2 separate regions of the Mus musculus genome follow, and region 1 is linked to region 2. Evidence: chromatin contacts called from public promoter capture Hi-C data. All regions are on one chromosome and are shown on one strand. Each heading gives the region's core, a stretch centred on a gene start, on an enhancer-like site or on the middle of the called end of the contact. The rest is flanking DNA. Distances are from core to core; before and after follow the strand shown.

What was found. Promoter capture Hi-C pulls out the DNA fragments that hold promoters and counts their contacts.
Region 1: a contact with region 2 is called in a promoter capture Hi-C map of hippocampal neurons, with 2.0 times the contacts expected there. The contact joins the enhancer-like site here to the promoter of Eml5 in region 2. A contact is called at or near these places in 4 of 39 promoter capture datasets (the 3T3-L1 cell line, HPC-7-derived erythroid cells, embryonic stem cells and 1 more), 3 of 484 Hi-C or Micro-C datasets (cerebral cortex, embryonic stem cells and nephron progenitors), 1 of 115 datasets of contacts at active chromatin or transcription factors (embryonic midbrain) and 1 of 9 other capture datasets (liver).

What each region holds. Positions count from the first base shown.
Region 1 is chr12:99,008,902-99,016,047 of GRCm38.p6, reverse strand. No RefSeq gene overlaps it. Among named protein-coding and RNA genes, the nearest start is that of Gm40554, 12 kb to the left of the region's middle. Within about 2 kb of position 4,662, at least 46 of the 459 cell types and tissues checked have an H3K27ac peak or open chromatin away from gene starts, as enhancers often do. A contact at or near this core is called in cerebral cortex and hippocampal neurons, where this site is marked.
Region 2 is chr12:98,898,808-98,905,920 of GRCm38.p6, reverse strand. It overlaps Eml5 (echinoderm microtubule associated protein like 5), which reads left to right and starts at 4,437. Exons shown (of 44, transcript NM_001081191.1): 1 at 4,437-5,089. The coding sequence starts at 4,893.

The DNA.
Region 1 (7,146 bases), core at 3,413-5,912, 110 kb before region 2:
TTTTAGCATCCCATGCTCTGCCAAGAGAGCTGTGGATGCTTCTATGATGAGAGCTGGTCTAGGGAGAGCCATCAGTGATGTCACTCGGAGAGCAACCTTCAGGATCCCATCAATGCACCTGCGGCACTTACCACGCCCCCAACACACACATACATACACACACACAGCACTTACCACACCCCAACACATACACACACACACAGCACTTACCATGCTCCCCCATCTATGAAGATAGTGTCTAGAGAAGAGACAGAAGGAGAGGAGAGGAGAGGACATACTACCAAGAAGTTTGGTACCCAATGCCAATTGCAAGCCCAGGGCTACCTTGAGGTCACCTCATCACCAAGCAGCTATGCAGTGGCAGCAACAGACACAGCATCCTCCCCCATAATAGTTCAGAGAGTTGAACTTCCAATGACCTGCAAAGTTCTAGATCTCAGGATTTATTTTCTCCTCCTAACTTTCTCAAGCTAAGTGGATCAAGTCTGGAAGGCACAGTTTACATATTTTCTGTGTCTCCATCTCTCTCTCTCTCTCTCTCTCTCTCTCTCTCTCTCTCTCTCTCTCTCTCTCTTTACTGTTGTAGTTCTGGGGATTGAATCTAAGATCTTTTACACTCATGAGGCTCTCTAGCCCCTAAAAAAAAAAAATTAAGACAAGAGTTCATTAAATTACATAGGTTAGCCTTAAGTTAACTCTGTAGCCTGGGCTGGCCTTAGATTTGTGATTATTTCTGCCTCTGCCACCAGAATAACTGGGATTATGAGCTTGAGCCAACTAGCTTATTTTAGGACATGGCTTTGGAGGAAGGGAGGGAGAGAGGGAGGGAGGGAGAGAGAGAGAGGGGGGGAGAGAGAGAGGGATGGAGAGAGAGAGAGAGAGAGAGAGAGAGAGAGAGAGAATACAAATAAAAGAACAGAGAGTAAGAGGGTAAAGATGGGGAAAAGGTATAAAAACACTTGACCAAACTCAAATCCAGAAATGACTGAGAGACTAACATTTCCTCAGACTATACCTATTCAACATTGTTAGCAGAAATGAATCCTAGACTTTCAGACTTTTTTTTTTTTAACCTAGAACTCATGATGTGGCATTTCTGGTTGCCTTGGTTTACACTCAAGTAGTTTGGGTATCTCCATGAATGTACACATGATTCTCTTTGCTTCCAAATGGCAGTGTCTGCTGTTGGCAGGCTATGTGACTATGGAGCCAAGTACACCTGCATTAGCAAACACCTACCTCCAACTCTTTTTAGATTTTGAGGTTAGAGAAGCCAACGTCAAAGGTAACTATTACTCTGATATCTATAATCATAGAACTCCTTCGCCCTAGCCCTCGTCCTTTAAAAAGTTTTTTGAGACAAGGAATCCTTAAAGTACAGGTTGGCCTTGAACTCACTCAGTGGGACGGCCTAGGCTGTTGCTGAACTACTTACCAACAGAACCAGTGTGCTGATGATATTCATGGCTGGCTTCTGCTTGTCCTTATCTGAAGAGATCCATCTGTGCTGTATAGTATGGAATGCCATTGCATGTCTTCTTCATTGGCCTGCAGAGGGCTCTCAGAGTGTTATAGATCAGAGAATCCCCCTTGGTGTTCCCCTCATCTTCCATTTTGTTGTAGAGGAAAGTGTGTTTTCCCCCTTGCTTCCTTCCAGTAACAGCTGCCACAGCTTCAGTAAAGCTGTGGGGCTGGAGGAAAAGAACCCCACCAACATAGCTAATGAAGGGGGACTATCCAATGAAGAGGAAGCTGCCTTAGGGGTAGATCACCACCAGCAGATTATGATACTACAGGTAGAATCTTAACACAACATGGTAGAGGAGTGAAGGGGAAACCATCAAATTGCCACGGTTGTCCTAAAACCTGCCCTTTGCAGTCTCTTTCTGCAAACAGGAGACTATCTGTGGCAGGGTGAGTGAGAATGCCCCCATAGGTTCTTACACAGAAATGTTTGGTACCCAGTTGGTGGAACTGCTTGGGAAGGATGAGGGGGTGTGGTCATGTTGGAGGAGGCTTGGAAGTTTTAAAAGCTCGTGCCTTTTCCCAGTTTGTTCTCTCTCTCTCTCTCTCTCTCTCTCTCTCTCTCTCTCTCTCTCTTCTCCTCTTTCTCTGCCTCCAACTTTTGGATCAGGATATGAGTTCTTGGCCACTGCTCCAGCGCCACGCCTGTCTGACTACTATCATGTCCCCCATGATGATAGTTATAGACTAACCATCTGGAACTGTCTTCTTCATTGGCCTGCAGAGGGCTCTCAGAGTGTTATGGGTACCCCAAAAGTTCATGAAATGAAAATATTTTCCCTGAAGCCTTGCATCCCCAGAACAGCCTTGCCTGTGGTTAGCTCCCCATGCTTATAAAACCCATTTTCTTTGCCCCATTAATCAGGGACAAAAAAAAAAAAACCTAGTTGGCAAAAGCTCATCCCCACGGGAGCAGTGCCTTGGTCAGATGTTCATCAGGTGACAGACAAGGCACCAACAGATGCTTGGCCTGCCTTGGGTTTTTCTATGGAAGAGGGCCTCTGAAAGCTTAGAGGTGTTGGGTAAGAGGCACAGCCATTGGGTCCTCTAAACTGAAGCATGGGTCTCTTAGTTACAGGGCTGCTTGGGATCTAAACTCAGGTCCTCACACTTGCATAGCCAAGAGCTTTACCCTCTCAACCACATTTCCAGCCCTAAATGAACTTTTTTAATGCTTTGGGGACTCAGAGATTGAATTCTTTAAGGACTCAGATAGGATATTATCTTTCCTCAAGGATATAAAGTCAAAATGTCAATGAGAGGAGAAACTCCTACCAATCCGATCATTTGAACCCACCTGGTGATTAGTAAAGCATCACACATCACAACCAAGTACTGTCACATCTATGGAACTCCCTAGCAGATTTGCTCTCTGCTAGCACTCCGGCAGATTTTGGAAGTAGAACACCACAATTTCATAAAATAGCTTCTTAAAATACCCTGCCCCCTCTCTCTGTAGAATCATCTTAACATGTGGGGTGTTTGCTTCCGATTACTATAATAAAATATCTGAGTCTTCAAAAAATAAAACATTTATGGGGCTGGTGAGATGGCTCAGTGGGTGAAGTGGATGCTGTGTGTCTTAGTCAGGGTTTCTATTCCTGCACGAACATCATGACCAAGAAGCAAGTTGGGGAGGAAAGGGTTTATTTGTCTTACACTTCCATACTGCTGTTCATCACCAAGGAAGTCAGGACTGGAACTCAAGCAGGTCAGGAAGCAGGAGCTGATGCAGAGGCCATGGAGGGATGTTCCTTATTGGCTTGTTTACCAGTCTTGCTCAGCCTGCTCTCTTATAGAACACAAGACTACCAGCCCAGAGATGGTCCCACCCAGAAGGGGCCTTTCCCCCTTGATCACTAATTGAGAAAATGCCTTACAGTTGGATCTCATGGAGGCATTTCCTCAACTGAAGCTCCTTTCTCTGTGAGAACTCCAGGTGTGTCAAGTTGACACAAAACTAGCCAGTACACAGTGCATGTGCGAAGACCTGAGCTTGGATCCCAAGCACCCTTGTAAAAGCACGGCACAGAGGCACATCTTTGCAGTGCCAGTACTAGAGGACAGAGGTAGGCACAGCTGAAGGTTTTCTGGGCCAGCTCGTCTAGCCAAAGAGCTGAGCTCTGGATTCTGTGAAAGACACTGCTTTAAGTAAACAAACAATCAAACCAATAAGGAGATGTGATTGAAGAAGACAGCCTCATGTCCACCCCAAGCCTCTACACATGCCCACATATGAACACACTCATCACATACACAAATGCACACGAGAAAGAGAAGGGGGGGAAAAAAGCCATCAGAGTTAAACTTCCAAGAGAACACAAAAATTTGACTATTCTATTCTCCAGCCATTAACGACCAGTTCATGGGTCCCTCTAGGTCAATTCAAAATCCTGTCAATGTCACCTTCAGCATCTCTCCCTTCTCCAACAGAGAATCCCCAGGTTCCTCTCTGCTTAATATTATTATTATTTATTATTATTATTATTATTATTATTATTATTATTATGAAGTGACTGTTTATTGACTATGTTCAATTTTTAAAGCGCAATTAGGAATGGCGGAAGGAAGCCAAAATAAAATTCTCATTTAGCTTTTTTTTTTTTTCCCGCCAAATGCGGAGATGGGTTTTTAAATGAAGGCAGGGCCTTGGTGCAAGAGCTTGGAAAATGGCAGTGAAACGGCAGCTGGACTAATGTGCGACATTGTTCCTGGACAGCCTTTTTATTTCCATCTATATTTTCTCCGAAAGTCCCCAGGGAATCCGTTCTGTTAAAGCCGGGCCTATGGAATATAGGCAGTGCTCTGTTGCTGTGGCAACCATTATCTCCTAATTCCTTTTCTTTTCTAAAAATAAAGTGCCCTTTCTCAAAGTATCTCCCACCCCCTGCCCTCCCCTCCCCGCCCCAGCCCCTGCTTTTTATTTAAATCTCTCGGTAGCAGCCGCGCCTCTCCTGCCTGACCTGGCGTTACTTTTGTTTGCTTGAGGAGAGCCACACATCGTGCCCATTACGAACTCCCCCCACTGTCCGTCTCTGAGTGTTAAATTAGAAGTCTAATGAAAGCTGTAGAGCAGCCCCAGCGATCTCATAGAGGGGGTGATGGTCCCAGAGCTAAAGAACAGATGCCACTTGGAACCTGGGATCTTCAGCTCATTAATTCATCTGCTGCTTTCAAGGAACTTCATTTCCATGACAAAAAAGAACCGTGCAGGGCTGAAACCGTGGGCGGAGGGCCAAGGCGGCTCTGAAGAGGCTCGGACTTCACTCAAGCCTTTGATCCCTGACTGCACTACGATGTCCCTTCCCTTGGATTTTTGCATTGTCCTAGGCTTCCTTTGGCCGGCATAGGACGATCTATCTGCTTCTGAGGCATTTGGAATGTTCGGCATTGGCCTAAATTTCGCAGCCTTTGTACATCAAAGATGGCCCTTTCAAAGTGATTGCTTTGGGCTTCTGAACCAAAAGGGTCAGTCTAGAGATGGTGTCCTTTCTGAGACCATCCGCCATGGTGGGATTGTATGAAAATGGGCCTTGCCATGAGTCAAAACCAAAGAATGTTTCTGCCAAAGATGAAATAAGGCAAATAGCTATGACCCCTGCCCTCTAAGCGTCCAGATGAAGCCACACCCCTGTATCCAAGGATTGAGATGTTGGTGAAATGGCAAAGACATCTCTAGCCCTATTCCCATTCCCATCTCTCCCTCCCTAGCCCTACCCTGGCCAAGCTTCTCTGGTAAGTCAGTTTGCTTCTCCATGTCAAGCTAAGAGGCTAAGGCAGGAACAGACAATATCAACTTTGGCTTACAAACAGCTGTATTTGGGCCCCACTGTGTTTAAAGGAAACCTTTAAAGTTTTCCCATAATAAACAAGGTTAGGCAAAAATCATTATTTTTGTTATCTTCCTCTTATGATTTTAAGCGTGTGTGTGCATACATACATGTGTGCATATGTGTGCTTGCTTGTGTGTTTGTGTGTGTGTTGGGCGTGTGTTTGGGGCTTTATCTTAAGTTAATTGACACAGGAACAGCTGCCCACAAGTACCCTGGAGGACCATGTGAGATTTGAATCAAAACAGACAGCACATAAGATGCTCTATGAATCATCTAGAGTGAGGCCTTACCTTTGTCGGGTACGTAAACATTAGGGATAAATGGATGAACAAATGTGCCCTGTGGGGGATGGGGAGATGGCTTGGTCAGTAAGGTCCTTGCAATGCAAGCAGGAGTACCTGGGTTCAGATGCCAGCACCTCCATAAAGAGCCGGGCCTGGTGATGCGGGCATGTAATCTTAGTGTCTCAGTGCTGGAGACAGGAAGACCCGTGGAACTCCAGAACTGGCTGGCCCACCAGTCTGAGTCGGTGAGCTTAAGAGACCAAGATAAGGTGAAGAACAATATAGGAAAACATCCTCCATTCTGCTCTGGCCTCCACATGAACACACCCACACATTCATATGCATACATCACATACACACACAACGCTCACGTGTAAGCACACATGCATACAGGCTCACACTAAAAAGACGATGATAGTAATTCTCAGGTTTGCTGTAAAGGTTGAAAGATTCATTCTTTATGGAGTGAGCACTTACAGGGCTTGGCATATGAAAATTACCATGTAAATATTTGTTTAGTTAACCCTCAAATGTTTCAATCCCCTAGATATATTTTAACCCCTCTACTTGATCTTTTCCCTCCTAGTTATCATGCAGATTCCTTGTATGGAAAATGACTCCAGACCCAAGCCCTGGCCACAGATATGTCCTTGGGGCAGAATCCCGGCTGCTACTAAACCTGGCTTTCAGACCTCATTTTCTAGTTAGTTGCCTAATTTAGAGACCTTGTCAATTTGCATTACATAGAAATAATGCAATCAGACTTCAAAGCTGCTTAGAACTGTGCCCTGCAGCCCATTGCTCTGAACTTCCCAAAGTAGGTTGGAGCAAGCGTAAATTATCTCACAGCATGACACTTCTGTGATCACTGGAGCATGTTGGGAGGGGGCAACAATAGAAATAAAAAGGCCAAATAAATGTACCACTTCCTCCCTACACATGGAAGCCGAGATGAAATCCTTTCATAGAAACGATGTGGATTCGTTCTATTATCATGGGCGCTCTTGTTTACTTCTTTTCTTCTGCGTCTTATTAGTAATCTAGTAGAACCTCCATCAAGTTTGGCTAAAAGAATTGGGAATGTACAGTACTCAGATTTTGAAAGCAAAAGCCTCAGGAGGCTTCACATGATCCCTCCCAGTGGCTGTTCTTTCCACCCCCTAAGCATTATCTTACTTTTAAGGGCACAAAAGAACTCTATTTTGATGTTTCACATAAAAGGAATCTTCTAGAATGTGTGGTCCAGGATTGTGTGCTGTTAATTTTTGTCCTCTAGGCAGTTGGTCCTGGGGTGTATAAGAAAGCAGAGTGAGCAAGCCATTAGGAGCAAGCCAGTAAGTAGTATTCCTAAGTAGCACCCAGTAAAAGGGTGGCAGTCCTCCTTTTGGTGGATCACTTGGCACTCACCCCCCAACCCCATGGTCTTGTAGATGGAGACTCTTGGGGAAGCCATTCAGGCACTGATAACTGTCTTTGACATCTTTTTTCAATGCCCAGCAAACCTG
Region 2 (7,113 bases), core at 3,188-5,687:
TTCCCTATGAACTAACAAGTTTAATTTGGCTTGAACTCCAAGTTTATTTTCTTATTAGAGTCCCTGGTTTCCTGTGGTCCCTTTCTGACAAGTTAAGGATCTTTTCCTGTGACGTTGCTTCCCACACAGCAGCTCAGAGGAGAAGTTGCCTTTCTTGCATTAAAAGAAAAGAAAAGAGATCTACCCAACAGTTCTTGAGTGAGTAGCGAATTTGTCATCTCTCTGCCTTTATCCGCCCTCATCCTCCTGGAGGCACCAATTCATCCTGATCCCTCACACAGAATCTTTCTGCCCACATCCGGCTCCTTTAGCATCTCCTTTTCTGGGCCAAGCACTCATTCAGGTCTTTCCCCAAACAAACAGAATTCTTTTCTCAGGAAAACTTCTGAAAAATAAGGTTCTCTTGTTACATGTATTTTTAAAGGCTCTCATAAAACGTACCCAGAATAGGTTTTAAAATTACCCATATCACACATCTTAACACATTGGTATCTTTTGTTCCAGTTGTCATTATATTATATAACTGGGCTCATTTTATATATATATATATATATATATATATATATATATATATATATATATATATATATATATATATAATATGTATGTATATATGTGTGTGTATATATACACACACATATATTTCTGCTTAAAAATTTTAATGCATTCTATTATAGAACATTGTCACTACTGCCAGAATGTATCAGATTTTTTTCCAGTGATTTTTATAATATTTTTGCCATATTGGCTGGATGAGTTTGCTTAAAATTCTTCTTCTGGTTAGGCATTATGGGTTCTACATTGTTATTTTCCTAATATGTGTTATAGTAAATACTTTTATTCCTTTTTTTTTTGTAATGCTGAGCTTAGTAAGTGCTAAACGAGTACTGTAATAAATATTTATTTTTATTTTTATTTGCTTGTCAAGACAGGGATTCTCTGTGTAACAGTCCTGGCTGTCCTGGACTCTCTCTTTGCAAACCAGGCTAGCCTCAAAGTCACAGAGATCTGCCTGCTTCTGCCACCTAAGTGCTAGGCTAACAGTGTTACCACCATACCAGGCTTCTCCAGTCTTGGCTATTATATTGGATGAATTCTCCGTGGGGAATTGATGAGCTAAAGAAGGCCATCATAAGGTTCCAGACACAGAATTTCCTTTCTACAGGTAATTCAAGCACTAGCGAATTCAGACTCTAAAGAAGAGGGAATTGGAAGTTGAACTGAACTGTGGCAGTGGGCGGCTGGGAGAGTGAGTGTTGATGTAGAGACAGGAGTGGGAGTCAGTGAGGACTTGGTAGCCATGTTTGGGAGGCGGGAAGCGTTGAAGATCAAAAGGAAACTCATCTTGCCAATCTGCATAACTAAGGTAATAGTAGTTGTTCTTTTTTTTTTTAATTTACTATTTAAAAAAAGGTGATGTTTAAGGTGTGTTGGTGTGCAGGAAAAGATAATTTGGTATGGGACTTACTTTATTTGGATTATATGCCAATTTATAAAAGCTTTGGGTGGAGTCTAGTAGGCTTGTGGGATCGTTGTTCTCAGGCAGGGGACATCTGTTGTTTTTGCCAGTCTGACATCTGGCTCTCCTTCACAGGAGGAGTTTTGGGTGCCAGTCTGGTTTAGAAGGAGCCTTGTCCCAGAGCTGCATTTATTTACACCTGTTTTTAATTAAATTGCAGGCGTCTTTGGTTTGGTAGATGAAGACAGGGGATGATAGAGCATCCAAGCCAACCCCGAGGATCGCTAGTGGCATCCATCCCTTCTTAAACTGGAAGGCTGGGTCTTTCCCATTCTCTCTTCCTGTGGCTTTGACCCACCTAGCACTACTACTCTGTGGCTTCTAAGGGGGATCCACAACTCACGTCAGCTAATTAGAGACCATGAAGATGATGTCTACTAGTTTCCAGGGGACAGCCAAAAGAAAAAAGCTATTTCCACAGGGATTCCAAGCTAAGGGGGATTGGTCTATAGATGGAGCTGTTGGCAATTATTTTGCTTGTCTGGCAACTGAACCAACACCAGGTAAATCTGGGTTAAGTCTAATGGCCGGGTTCTGATTCTAATTATTGGCATCTTAGCTTTCAAGTCCATTGATGTACTTTTCGGCCTTTTGATACATTATAATTCTCTTTAATCTAAGGCAGTGGGAATGACTTTCAATTACATATAACCAAATAAATTCTTACTAATACAATAATATAGTACAGGTATCAGAAAATGATTGTTTTCAGATAAAAACAAGAGGTTTCCTATTTTAAGTACATAATATTTTGTTTTACATTTAATGATTGAGATAAAAATAAGGAACATCTGTGTTAAGTTCTGTACACAAAAAAGAGTGACCAAAGGCCTGGTTGTAGAAATTAAAACTATTATAATTTATAACGCATGAAGTCAATAGCTATAATATCACAAATTTCAGCAATGTATGTTTCACTTGCTTTACTTCATATGTGTATATCTGTTTATGTATGTACACATGCATGCGGACATGCCTTTGCATGTATGGGTAGAGAGGCTAGAGCTCAGTGTTGTCTTCCTCTATGCATCTTACTAAAATTTTAAAATCACATTTATCTATCTATCTATCTATTTATTGGTGACTACCAGGGGCACATGTGTAAGTGAGAATCAGAGGACAATGTGCATGGGTTGCTTCTTTGTAATATACATGGTTCTCAGGGGTCAAACTACAGTTGTCAGATATGGGGACAAGCTCTTTTACCTACTGAACCATTTTGCTAGCCCAGTCTTCCGCTGAACCTGGGCCTCAGTCGTTTTAGCTGGGCTTTACGGTTAGTGAACCGCCATGATACACCTGTCTCTGCCTCCTTAGCAGTCAGCTTTTTATGTGAGACCTGGAGATGCGAAGCTCAGTTCTTATACTTGGGCAGCAAGCACTCACCTTCTTAGCCATCAGCCCATGGCTGACCTTACATTTCTTTTATAGGCTGGAGGATACATATCTCGGTGCCAACACATGAACAGAAAACCACAAATAACTCCATTTGCTTGAATTTTAGAATACACCCCACATGTCTGAACTATGTAGCTTCAGACTGGACTAGGAGGCATCAGATTACCAAAGGATTATTGTTCTTTTACGTAAATGGTTCACCAGATGTTTACTTGTTGATCCATATCTGGGGTCTGGTTGCATGACTTTCAGAAAGCGGTAACACCTTGTCCAGGGTAAAGGCTTGACTGACTTCTCTGCCATGACCCTGCTAACAGATCGCATAGAGAACTGGTGAGATTTGCTTTCCTCTCTTTAGTATTCATGAATGGTTCACTTTCCAGCCACCGCTGTGCCTCCGTCATCTCTTTTGGTCTTAAGTTGTCATCTGAGGATGGCTTAATTAAGAATGTTTTTGCTTCAAACTCTACCCTTGGGTCATTAAAAATTGCAATGGAAAATATGATAATGGGAAAATAAATTATTTAAATCTAGTATTAATCTGAAGTTCTTAAATATGTACCATGGGATCTGTAAAACATTGTGTTGAAAAAAAAACTGTACAGAGAGAAATTCTTATTCTTCTACACCCTACCTCATAAAAATTATATGTAGCTAGTGATTAATATTTCACGATGTACGGCAACAAATATTTAATTTTTTCTAAGCATACATAGATGTTACATAGTCAACATCTCTTCCAGGAGTAGTCTACCTGATCACAATTATTTAGGCCATCTGATTTCACAATTACTTTAAAACATGCCCTTCTTCATTTTAATCAAGAGATAATTGCTGCTATCCAAAACAGCAGCTGAAAGATCTGCCAGCGGGGTGGGGGTGGGTGGTGGTGGGGTGCGTGGGGGGGGGGGGTGGGTTCGGAGTTTTGGTGGGGACAGTGATGCACATTTGTAATCTCAGCATTCAGGAGACAAAAACAGGAGGATTATGAGTTTGAGGCCTGTTGAACAACAGTAGTAACAAATCCAGGACTATTTATTAGGACAGTGTATCTAATGTGTCAAAAGCACATTTGCGAGGTTAGGTTTTCTTCTTGCCAAATTTCTGGACCAGAGAGCACCATGATAAGCAAACACACACGTATATGTAAGGTATGGAGGAGGCGATTAAAGAATAAAGTGAACATTCTATTCTGGTGTTATTCATTGGCATATGAAATAGCTGAGGTCTAAGGGCAAGCGGGATTCCCCAGAGATTCCTGAGCAAGCAAACCCAGCAACAGGAATCCAAATCTGGGTGGGGTAATCCAGGTCTCGCGAGGGTGGGAACGGGTGCTTAGATCTTGGTAGGGAGGACTGCGTGGGGGGGGGGGGCGGGGGGGCGGGGGGCGTTAACCACAGCCTGGTGGTGGTGAGCAGGGAGCTCTCTGATTCCGCTCTACTCCGGGAGGGGCGGGGCCACCTGAGAGGTGGGGCTAGCGCAGGGGAGGGGCGGGGCCGCGCGGCTCCGCCCTCCCGCCACTCAGCTGGGCTCGGGAGCGCGCGGCGCGGCTCCGCCGGGGCTGTGGAGGCGAGGTAGCGGCTAGACCGGAGCGCCGCAGGTGACCCGGGCGGGGAGTCCGGTGCGCGGGGCGGGCGGAGAAGAAGCGGGCTGGAGGCGCGTCCCCGTCCCCCCTCTTCGCTTGGTTGTCTTCCAGCCTAAGGCACTGGGCTGAGGGGACACGGCGAGCTCCCAGACGCGCGAGGCTCCCGGACAGCCGGCGGCGCTCGCGGCCCTCAGCATGTTCGGTGAGGCGAGGCTTTTCCTCCCGCCCGTGGGCTGAAGCGGCGGCGGCGGCTGCGGCGGCCACGCAAGCGAGATGCACCTGCCGGGCTCGGCTTAGAGGAGCGTCCGGGCCGCCAGCGGGAGAGCTTTCGTCACCCAGCCCCGGCGGCGACCGCGGGCCCGAGCCGCAGCGACGGGTGGGCGCACCGACATGGCGGCTCGGAGCGCCCCGAGCTGCCACCTGCGGCTCGAGTGGGTGTACGGCTACCGGGGCCACCAGTGCCGCAACAACCTCTACTACACGGCGGCCAAGGAGATCGTGTACTTCGTGGCGGGGGTCGGCGTGGTGTATAGTCCGCGGGAGCATCGGCAGAAGTTCTTCCGCGGCCACAGCGACGACATCATCAGGTACGGGCTCGGGGAGGCGGAGGGGTGGGGTGGGAGGGGGACCGCTGTCACCCCTGCCGAGCGCCCTCGGAGTTTGCAGCTGCCTGTCCTTCTGGAAGTCGTGGCCGTTCACGCAAAGGGGCATCACCCAGGACAGCGATGTGCATCTATCTGGTTCGGAGCCCACCCACTTACCACTCCGCTTTCCGCAGCGCCCTTTTCTAGGGGAGCGAGCCTACGGATGCTCCGCAGGCCTTCGCTTGACTGGATTTGTGACCTTTTCCGTTCCATCAACATCAGGAGTTTAGACTCCGTGATTGGTTTCTTGTTAAAAAGGAAATCTTATTTCGCTAGGGAAAGGAAACACTTGACAGAAGACTAACCCAAGCTCTGCGGTACTCAACTCTTGGCCGTAGTTATTAGTTCAGATTTCACTATCTGCAATTATCAGCAGATAGCAAAGAAACTCATGTGTTACTCGGAAGGCAATTCACTAGAGGTTAAAATTCGCACGCTGGAAGGCACTTGGAGGGTATGTCTTTTATGAGAAATAACCTTTACCACACCGATTTCCGATTCTGTTTATCTTCATCAGAGTAACCTTAAGTTTACTTTCTTATTAGTAATTTCAATCACAGGGTGACAGTATCTTGCTCTCTATTGATCTGAATCTTAACGTTGGCCGAGATGTTTGGTAAGCTGTACATATAAAGGGTAATTTTCCACATTTCAGTCGAACTCTAATGTTAAAGTTGGGAGCGTTTGAATTGATTATTGCCTCAAGCACATTTCTGTCTTCCAACAAAGCGAATGTATTACAGAAAAATTTGCAAGTGTGTTATGTTGTTGCTTCTGTGTTCTTGACCCGGGTTCTGTGAGCAGGCATATTTGTTTCTTCGTGGATGTTTCGAATTAGGCACATCAAAAATCAGTATAGTGGTTTGATGCAGCGTAAGCAAGACACTCTGGTGCTGAAACTCTACGAGATTGTTATTTTAGCTCTCTGTACATATATAAGGGGGAAGGGGACCCCAGGCAATTGGAAGGTCAGCTGGGATGGAACAAAGTAAAAGTTAACAGCATATAAGATTGCAGAGAAGGGAAGGCTTGGTGGGGGCTTATTATCATTCTCTTGTTCATTAGACACTGCAGTGAAGGTTTTCCAGATTCTAGTTTTTTGGAAAGGAATCTGACAAGCAGTTTTATTTTTCTCAATTTAGGAATTTTCTGTTGTAGTGGTAGTCAAGGCATGAGACCTAGTGAAAGCCCCAAATCACTAATTTGAACAGAAGTTAATAGTAATTTCCCATCTTATTCACCCCAAGAAGAGAGTTATCTCATTTTCTTTTCTTTTCCCTCTGTCCTGCCATGTCTGTCCTTCTGTATGGATTGGGCCTCTAGCTTTACAAAACTACATGAATAGCTTTTGAGTAGCAGCCTCCCACCAGATATTACCAGGTTAAATTAAGTTAGTGGTGAGGACGTGAAGGATATGGCGGGTGTGATCATGAGTGCAAGACCCTGTTTGTATGGAAGTTTTCCAAAACTTGATGGGGTTTATTTGAGAGGAAGATGAAGCTATGCCTTCATTCTCCTAGCAGTAGTTAGAGGCTGTGTTATATAGCACACTGTTTGACTTTTTTTTTTTTTTTTTTTGGTCATACTGCAGATTGAACAAATAGGCCTCACAAATGGTTAAGCGCTGGCTCACTGAGCTACGCTGACTGTGGTTTTTATATTTTTTTGAGTAAACTGTAAGGAAGGTTGTACTTTTGTCTTGTGCAAAAGTTGTGCAACCCATACATGCATCTCAAAACACTTCAAATTGCAAACATACTCTACATGTCTGTGATTTGATGCAAACGATATATTATTATATAATTTATGGCAATTTAAAAAGATCTGAAAAGTTGTTGTGGGCAGTAAAGTTGAAACCATGCAGTGTATTAAAGATTGTGGCACAAATTTAATACAATACTAAGAATATAGTTGAGAAATGGAAGTACTTTGGAAATTGTATTTCAGATAATGACAAATTATTCTTG